Regions from separate parts of the Mus musculus genome. Here regions 1 and 3 are each linked to region 2. Evidence: chromatin contacts called from public HiChIP or PLAC-seq data. All regions are on one chromosome and are shown on one strand. Each heading gives the region's core, a stretch centred on a gene start, on an enhancer-like site or on the middle of the called end of the contact. The rest is flanking DNA. Distances are from core to core; before and after follow the strand shown. Region 1 has its middle 51 kb from the start of Smyd2. Region 2 holds the start of Rps6kc1 (ribosomal protein S6 kinase polypeptide 1). Region 3 overlaps Gm39736 (a long non-coding RNA gene).

Region 1 (2,706 bases), core at 152-2,651, 940 kb after region 2:
TTGGATTCTCAGCACCAAAATGGGGGCTCACAATCATCTATAACTCTAGTTTCAAAGGATCTGACTCCCTCTTCTAGACTCTGCAGGTACCAGGAATTGGCGTTGGTGTGTGGGTTCAAGGTGAGCCTTGTTCTCTCAGTTATTTCTTCACACGCCTGCATGTATATTTATCTTCCCCAGCCTTGAATCCCACTCTCAATTCTACCCCTGACATCTAAGTCCAGTCTCTATGGCTCCTCTACAGAATGACCACAGTTCACATCTGCTCCACCTGATCCAGGATTCCTGGAGAATCCAATGAGATGGATCCTTTCAACAAGTGTTTATTGAGTAGATGCCAAATAACCTAGCATGAGACACGACAATACAATAGACTGGTCCTGACCCTTAAGGACCCAGGCAATTCAGGCCCATGTTCCCAGATAGAGGTGAACAGTCACACTCTAGATAGTGTATTGTAGGTGGTCACAAGGAATATGGATCACTCTAGCAGGAAGGAATAAGAAAGATTTGAGAGAGTGGGCTGACATTGTTTGAATCAACTGTGGCGTTGAAATGTGGCACAGACAGCATGGCCAGGCATATATGCATAAGTGATTCTCAGAAGGCTCTGTGCTCTATATTCTAAGGTTTGCCTAAACTCTTAGGTACATCAAGAGCATGGCGCACAGGGTTGACTGAGAGCAGGTGGGGTGCGAGCTGTTATAGGCTGTGCACATGTAAGCTCTTGTCATGAGTCAAACCCATTAGAGAAGCAAGATCTAGCATCTCCCACAAGGTCTGTTGCCACAGACGAGGAGACGGAGGACCAACAGGTGACATTTCCTGGCCAACATCATAAAGAAATTATAGAGGACCTGTGTGATGGCTCAGCATGTAAAGTCACATGACATAAACCCTGACAACTCAAGTTCAGTTCCACATGGTAAAAAGAGGAAACCATCTCCGGAGAGATCTTCTCCAACTGCCACATGTGCACGTACATATGCACACACACACACACATGCACACACACATGCACACAACTGCTAAACTAGAATTAAGATGTCAGAGTTTGAACATGGTGTTCAGAGTTCAAATATTACCTCACCAGCAAAGGAATAAAAATGTCAAGCCGATCGCTCAGATGTTCAAGTCTCCTCAGAACTGTGATTTCGAGGGAAATAAATTATGGAATCTGGTGAATTATGACACAGTTTTTCTCAGAAGTCACATTTTGAGCTCCGAAAATATACAGTAATAAGACGACCTCCCTGAGCTTGGCATGGTGGCCCACTCCTGTAAACTCCCGTAAACTCAGAAAAAATAACAAAACTCCCCACCAGGACCACTTAGTGATTCAGGAGCACTTCCGGCTGTGGCCAGCAGATGGCAGAGGGTGACTAAAGAAGGAGGGATCCACAGTCGTTGCCCCGCCCCTCCAGCCTGCTGTTCTCAAGTGCAAGTAGAAAATGCCTTTGCCTTGATCGATCAGTACTGCTCGGTTAAAGCCACTGGTCATCCTGAAAGTCTGTTTCTAGGTAGAGACCGTCACTGCTTGAAATTCTCTGTCACCCATTCCATATTACAGGAGACAAGGCACCCTCCCTGTCCTCCACCAAGCTATTACCTCCTGCTGCCTCTAAGCAGACCTCCCCAGCCTGGTCACCAGCGTCTCAGCAGAAGCTGCACAGGTGACGATACAGCAAAGGATGTAGCAGCGAACAGAGAGGTCGGTCTCTGCTGACTTTAGACAAGGAAATCCTGGATAACTGTCCCTTGGAAGGGGAATTAAGCATAACTCCTGCTCAGACCTTAGGCACCTGGAGAGCTTTCCCTGTTTTGATCAGTTTTCTGTTACTTTAATAAACATGATCAAAAGTGACTTAGGAAGGACAAGGCTTTGCATTTTGTGCTTCCAGGTCACCACCCTTCTTTGGGGAAATTCAGGCAGGAACCTGGAGGCAAGAACTGTAGCAGAAACCGTGGGACAACTCTGCTTACTTGTGTAAGGATCTGAAAAGCACTGAAGGAGACCCCAAACCCATATAGTATGCAAAAACAAAGAGCACTTATTCTGCAGAAGCAACAAGAATGTGGGGGGTCAACCATTCTCTAAAATGGCAACCCCAGACAAAGGTACACAGGGCTTTTTATAGGCAACAGGGAGAACTCTCTAGAAGGATTGGGTAATCTAAGATTTCATTGGTGGGTGCTAGGGCGTCACAGGTGGTCAGTGGTCTGCGTTCCTACGTCATGAACATTCAACCATGTGATGAAATAGGGTTAAAGACAGCCCGTTCTGAGATAAGATATTCCCCATTTTTCTGTGGTTTTTCCCAGGCTGTTCTTTATGGGAGGGAGCTTTATGATATGTTCCTAGAGCTGGTATCTTATGACTTAGTTTCTGGAACTTATGGTCTATTCCTGAAGCTGGTGCCTTGTGGCCTGTTTTGAAATCAGGCCTGGTCCTTAAGACAGACCTACTGGCTCACATTGTCACATTTCTTACAGCTCCAGCCCACCAGCATAAGAATGGTCCCATCCACAGTGGGACTGGTGCTTCTACATCAATAAGCAATCAAGAAAATGTTCCACAGACACACCCACAGGCCAATCTGATGCATGCAATTCTTCCCTCTTCCCAAATGACTCTATATTGGGCCAAATTGCAGCCAGTGCTAACTAGAAACCATAGATTCTTAAATCATAGTATCACATGAGTGG
Region 2 (2,860 bases), core at 359-2,858:
GCAGGTAGTGAATTCAGGGTTAATGAATAAGTGATAGCTAGTTTTTTGACTGTATAGGCTTGAGCTAGAGAGATAACAGCAGTTAAGAACACCTGGTGCTCTTGCAGGGGACCTACCTGGATTTGGATCCCAGGACCCACATGAACCATCCTGGGGATCTGTGGTGATTTTTTTTTTTTGTGGGTACCAGGTATACATGTGGTCAACATACATGCAGGCAGGCAAAAGACCCATACACATAAGAGAAATAATAAGAAAAGCCTAAAGGCTCAGAAGAGGTTAATAGTCGAAGATCAAACATACAGGGTGGAGACATTATTAGAACAACGTTTTTCTTTCTGCCAAAGAGAGTGGAAATCAGCACATGAGTGGAGCAAGTAGTTTTCAAATGAGCAAGGGTGTCAGGCTGGGATGGAGATGTGAGCAGACAAAGGGTGCTAAAGTCACTCTTTTCCTTTGTAAAAGGATTTTTATTTTTATGTCTATGGGTGTTTTTCTGCTCTTAGGTATGTGTACTACTTGTGTGCTGGAGGAGGCCAGAAGAGGGCATCAGATCCCTCAGAACTGGAGTTACAGGCAGCTAAGAGCTGCCACTGGCATGCTGGGATTTGAACCTCACCCATTCCTCCGGAAGAGCAATCAGAGATCCTAACTAACTACTCAACCACATCTCTAATTCTTCTTACCATCTCTGTTTCTCCCTCTTTGTTTCTTCCCTTCCTTCCTTCCTTAATTGTGTGTTCTAGGGGTTAGAAGGCAGGGAGGAGAGGAAGCAAGAGACACAGAATTAACAACGACAGAACCTTGCAATGAATCTTTTGGGAATGAGAGCTCTGATCAAGAGAAAGTTAAAAAAAAATTGCCAGGTAGGGGATGCCAATCAATAGAAACTGGAGACTCTTTGTAGTGACTTTGAGAGTCTCCTTCTACAACCCCCACAACAGATGCACATTTAAGAGTCTAGGGACTGTTGAAAAAACAACAAACTTCTTTGTTGTTGTTGTTGTTGAGAGTCTTGTTATGTATAGCAGACTGCCCTGGATCCTGTGACTGAGCAAATTTTGTGTTTTGAGACAGGTTCTCCCCATGTAGCCCAGCTTAACTCTGAACTCACTACTTGACCCATGTTGGTCTCAAGCAATCTCCCTGAGAGAGTGGGAGGGATGCACTTCTATTCTACGTAGGGTGAGGGCTTGTCGTGCAGCTGTAGGTATGTCAAAGAGGGTTCATCTACGGGAAAATGGGGACGTGTCTGTCAGAGCGCTGCGATGTTGCTGTGGGCACCGCACAGAGTAAGTAGGGAAGGAAAGGAGATGCTTGGCTCGGGTACCGCTGCGTCCATCACCCAGGACTCTACAGGAGCACAGGGCGGGAGGCCCAACCCTCTCCCCAGCTCGCAAATTCTAGTAGACATCGAAGCTAGTGCACCAGGAGACTTAGTAGGGACGCCTCCGGTATCCATGGCGACTGAGCTAGGCGCTAGTAACCACAGCGGACGATACAGCTCGGAGAGGATCCAGAGCCGCACCTTCTTATCCCGAACGTCGACCGGGATGACCCGGAAGTCTGTGTGGTGATCCGGAAGCAGATCCAAGCGACAGCCCCCCAGGAGCCACCGCCCCCTCTTCGCGGTGCTCGTGCTTAGTGCTGCGTGGAGTCCGGCACAGCTGGGGCTGCCCGATGGTCCCCAGCTGGCGGAAGCACGGGCGGAGGGAGGATGACCTCTCCTTGGGGTCACAGTGCGGACCTGGCCCGCTTCTACACTGTCACCGAGCCCCAGCGACACCCCAGGGGCTACACTGTCTATAAGGTTACCGCACGGGTGAGTTTCTGGATAGGGACACTGGGCGGGGCACGGGCTCCGGGCTGCGGCTGGGTGCGGCGAGTGGTAGGTAGGTTGGTAGGGAGGGATGGAGACTCGGACAGGAGACCCTAGACAGTACACAGGAACTCCAGGCAGAGATGGGACTCTAGGTTCGAGATGTTGAGGACCCCAGGCAGGAGATGGGATCTCAGAATGGAGATGCTGGGGACCCTTGCCAGGAGACAGGACTCCAGGATGGAGATATTGGAGACCTCAGTCAGGAGAGAGGGACCCCAGGATGGAGATGATGGGAACTCTAAGCATGAGAATGGACTCCTGGTAGACTGGAGTGCAGGCTCCATAAGGGATGCTGGGCTCCACCAGCCATTCTGGGGTGGAACACTGGTGGATGTCTTTAAATGGATGACCTAGTCCTCTGTCCTATGTGGACTTTCTCTTGAAATGAAATTTGCAGAATTGGGCTGGTGCATTCCAGAGGGAAAACACACACTTAAAAATGTTAGTGGGTGTGTTGTGGGGCTTATGTAACGGAAGGGACGTTTCCTCTTCTCATTCAGTGGCTGGCTTGCCGTGAGGCAGGTAGAATCTTGGGAAGATTTCGCTGTTAAGACGCTCGTCTTGGATCTTTAGCCTTTGCTTCTGAGTTTTGATGAGTCTTTTCAGGAGACACATGTGTACTTAAGTGAGACTTGAGGGTGGTTGGTGTGGCACAATGGCTCAGCAGGTAAAGATGCTTGCTGTCAAGCCCGAAGAACTGTTTTCATTCCCTGGGACCTACATGGTGGAAGGAGAGAACTGACTCCTGCAAATTGTCCTCTGACCACTGAAGGTGTCGTCCCCCCAAATAAATAAATGGTAATTTTTTTTTACATAAATTCACTGTTCCAAATTTAGTACTGTTTTTCTTAAATTTTGTTGCCTCAGCTTAAGTTTTGAGAACTCGTTTTCCTGGGAAATGAGAACAATAACATGAAATAAGTGCTTATGTGCACTGCTGTGTGTATGCTGGGCATTTTGTACAACTTCATGATGAGG
Region 3 (2,738 bases), core at 237-2,736, 870 kb after region 2:
CCATCATATAAGGCCTCCATGTTAAGTGGTTTTTGAAGTAAAGGAAAAATATGAAGAGGAAGCCGTAATTTTGTTTCTATTCTAATCTGGCCTTCACTGCTCTGTCAGAGGGGCTGCTGAGACTTCCAAATCTGGGTAATGAGATGCAGGGCATCTCTTTGTTCTGATACTCCTCCTTGCCCTCTTTTTGATACTCAGACCCAGGCCTCAGAAGAAACCCAGACTCTGAGGCTAGAGTTGTGTGGGAGCTGCAGCCAGTACTACAGCAGAACCAACCTCACCTCCAGATAAGAAGTGAGAGCACCTTCCGGTGATGCCAGCCCATCCCCAGAGTCACCACCGGCCTCCAAGTCTCTCTGTGGAGTTCCCAACCCATGAGGCATTGCTCTACTATGCACCTGTCCAGTCTTCTTGAACCACAAAAGCTTTCAAATAACAAAATAGTTTGTAATTTCCGGTCTCTACATGTGTGGTGGTTGGGACAGCATTCAGACAGTGCTTGCCTCTCATGCATAGCTGAGACAACGGCTTTGGTGACCTAGGACTCTTGTTCTAACCTATGTGGGGCCTACAGTCAGAATGCACATGGGACAGTGAACCAACTATTCAAGCATTTGGAAGATATAAACAAAAGAAAGAAAGAAAGAAAGAAAGAAAGAAAGAAAGAAAGAAAGAAAGAAAGAAAGAAAGAAAGAAAGAAAGAAAAGAGGGAGGGAGGGAGGGAGGGAGGGAGGGAGGAAGGAAGGAAGGAAGGAAGGAAGGAAGGAAGGAAGGAAGGAAGGAAGGAAGGAAGAAACCATGCTAATAAATGCAGTGTTCAATGCCACCCCTTTGAACTGACGATTGTCCTTAAGAACAAATCTGAGATGGTCTAATATAGAAGTCCCTTCTTCCTGAGTTCTGTACTAGGTAAGATGTGGGAGTTATGAGAGCCTATCATCTCCTTTTCCCCTTCCTTTTCCTTCTTCTATCTCTCCTTCCAACATTGCAGCACTGATGTCCCATGCCTGGCTCTCTCTAAGATTTAATATGCTTACCCCCTTGGCTAACCCTCATTCCTGAAGACCTACACACCAGCATCAGGATTCAACCTCAAGGCAAGGAGCATGTTTTCCAGCTCACATAGCCTCTGCACAGGCTCAGGACTTTCAAGTGGTGAGTTGCTAACTATGGTCCCATAAGGAAGGCCATAGCCAGAACACAAGGTCTGGCAGGGAGGGTCCTCTTTCTTATCTGTGTATAGATGCAATATTGCCCTTGGGCTTGTCTTGTTCATTCCTTAAATATGAAGGTACTGCGTGAGACACAGCAACCTGACACCTTCCTATGAAGCAGTGGTTCTCAGCCTTCCTAATGCTGCAAGACTTTAATACAGTTTTTCATGCTGTGGTGTCCCCCCCCCACACACACACACCCACACACACATACCATAAATTTATCTCTACTTTGTAACTTGCTACTCTGTAACTGTAGTTTTGCTACTGTTGTGAATTGTGATGTAAACTATCTGACATGCAGGATATCCCACAGGTTGAGAGCCACTGCTCTAGAGATATGGGACGAGGAAAAGAGAGGGTTTCTTGCATCCCTTCCCTCCCCCACTCACCACGGTTCAGGAAGCAGGGTGAGGGACATTGCTCTGTTGTCTCCAGTGTCTCTTGGCTCTCCCTGAAACCTTCCTGTTTTTCCGCAGAGCACATACTTCCTGCTGCCTTCTCCAATGCACCTCTACCATCAATCAAGCTAGAAAGCCTTTCCTGGACCTCACTTGCTTCCTTGTCTGTGGTTGCCAATTATTGGAAGTCAAGAAAGGGGGAGCCCTGGAGACTGACTTGCTCCTAAGCCTCAGCTATCAAGGCTCTCCCCGAGGTTCGGGTACTTAGTTTCCAGACTAGGTTCTTTAGAACTGGCAGAGTCCTGGGGAGATCAGGAAACTGGCTGATCCAGCCAGGGATTACCAGACCAGGAGAGGAAAAGAATTAAAACAGCATCGGGAGTATGTTTAACTGTTTGGCTGTACGCTGCTGTACGTGCTGAGACCCAAAGGCATTGAGATGGAAAGCTAGAAATGTAGAAAACAGAAAACAAAAAGCTGACCAGGAAAGAAATAAGAGCATACACATGGGAGAAGGCCAGAAAAGAGGCAGAAGACCAACAGTCAAAGCACCCTGGGGAATGATGCTATCAGTCTATTCTTTCACTGGGAGAAAATGACAAAACCCAAGTCTGAAACCTGGCTCAGTGTCCCACTTCCTGTCACTACCCCTGCCACCAGCAGACTGCTCCCTGAAGCAAATGACAAATGAACTTGTATATCATAGCGAGTTATAGTCGGCAAGCAGCATAGAGTATGTCCACTACCCAGAGTGAGCAATGTGTCGAGAAGCCAGGCTGTATCTTATTGTTGTCCGTGATGCTGCACAGTAATTTAGGGTTAAAATACATTAAGTTAAAGAAAGTGGCCAAGCAAAGAAAATGGTCTTAATAGAAGGAGGTGTTTCCAGTTAGCAAAAGGATGCTTACATTATGTAGACACACATGTACCTGTTACATGTAGACACACATGTCTGCCTAGGTACCTTAGGAACTACCAACTCCTGTGTTATGAAATTTATGAAAATAAGAAACAGTTCTTGAAACTTCAGCGCTGTGAAGGCGCCAGGTGCTTGCAGCTCTTAGACATTGAAGTAACCTACCTCACTAAAATGAGTGCTTGAATGTTCCAGAACAATGGCTGG

Evidence for each region. HiChIP or PLAC-seq counts read pairs in DNA pulled down with a chosen protein or histone mark.
Region 1: an H3K4me3 HiChIP or PLAC-seq map of embryonic limb bud shows a contact between it and region 2, with 4 times the contacts expected there. The contact joins the enhancer-like site here to the promoter of Rps6kc1 in region 2. A contact is called at or near these places in 2 of 39 promoter capture datasets (embryonic stem cells and hippocampal neurons) and 6 of 115 datasets of contacts at active chromatin or transcription factors (the SCID.adh cell line, astrocytes, embryonic forebrain and 3 more).
Region 3: a contact with region 2 is called in an H3K4me3 HiChIP or PLAC-seq map of the SCID.adh cell line, with 8 times the contacts expected there. The contact joins the enhancer-like site here to the promoter of Rps6kc1 in region 2. A contact is called at or near these places in 3 of 39 promoter capture datasets (cranial neural crest, hippocampal neurons and second pharyngeal arch cranial neural crest), 8 of 115 datasets of contacts at active chromatin or transcription factors (the SCID.adh cell line, astrocytes, craniofacial prominence and 5 more) and 1 of 9 other capture datasets (embryonic stem cells).

Annotation. Positions count from the first base shown.
Region 1 is chr1:189,971,901-189,974,606 of GRCm38.p6, reverse strand. No RefSeq gene overlaps it. Among named protein-coding and RNA genes, the nearest start is that of Smyd2, 51 kb to the right of the region's middle. Within about 2 kb of position 1,401, at least 12 of the 459 cell types and tissues checked have an H3K27ac peak or open chromatin away from gene starts, as enhancers often do. A contact at or near this core is called in the SCID.adh cell line and embryonic limb bud, where this site is marked.
Region 2 is chr1:190,910,518-190,913,377 of GRCm38.p6, reverse strand. Rps6kc1 (ribosomal protein S6 kinase polypeptide 1) reads left to right here and starts at 1,608. Exons shown (of 15, transcript NM_178775.4): 1 at 1,608-1,822. The coding sequence starts at 1,718.
Region 3 is chr1:190,037,194-190,039,931 of GRCm38.p6, reverse strand. It overlaps Gm39736 (a long non-coding RNA gene), which reads left to right. Exons shown (of 2, transcript XR_865850.3): 2 at 199-453. Among named protein-coding and RNA genes, the nearest start is that of Gm39736, 6.6 kb to the left of the region's middle. Within about 2 kb of position 1,486, at least 2 of the 459 cell types and tissues checked have an H3K27ac peak or open chromatin away from gene starts, as enhancers often do. A contact at or near this core is called in the SCID.adh cell line, where this site is marked.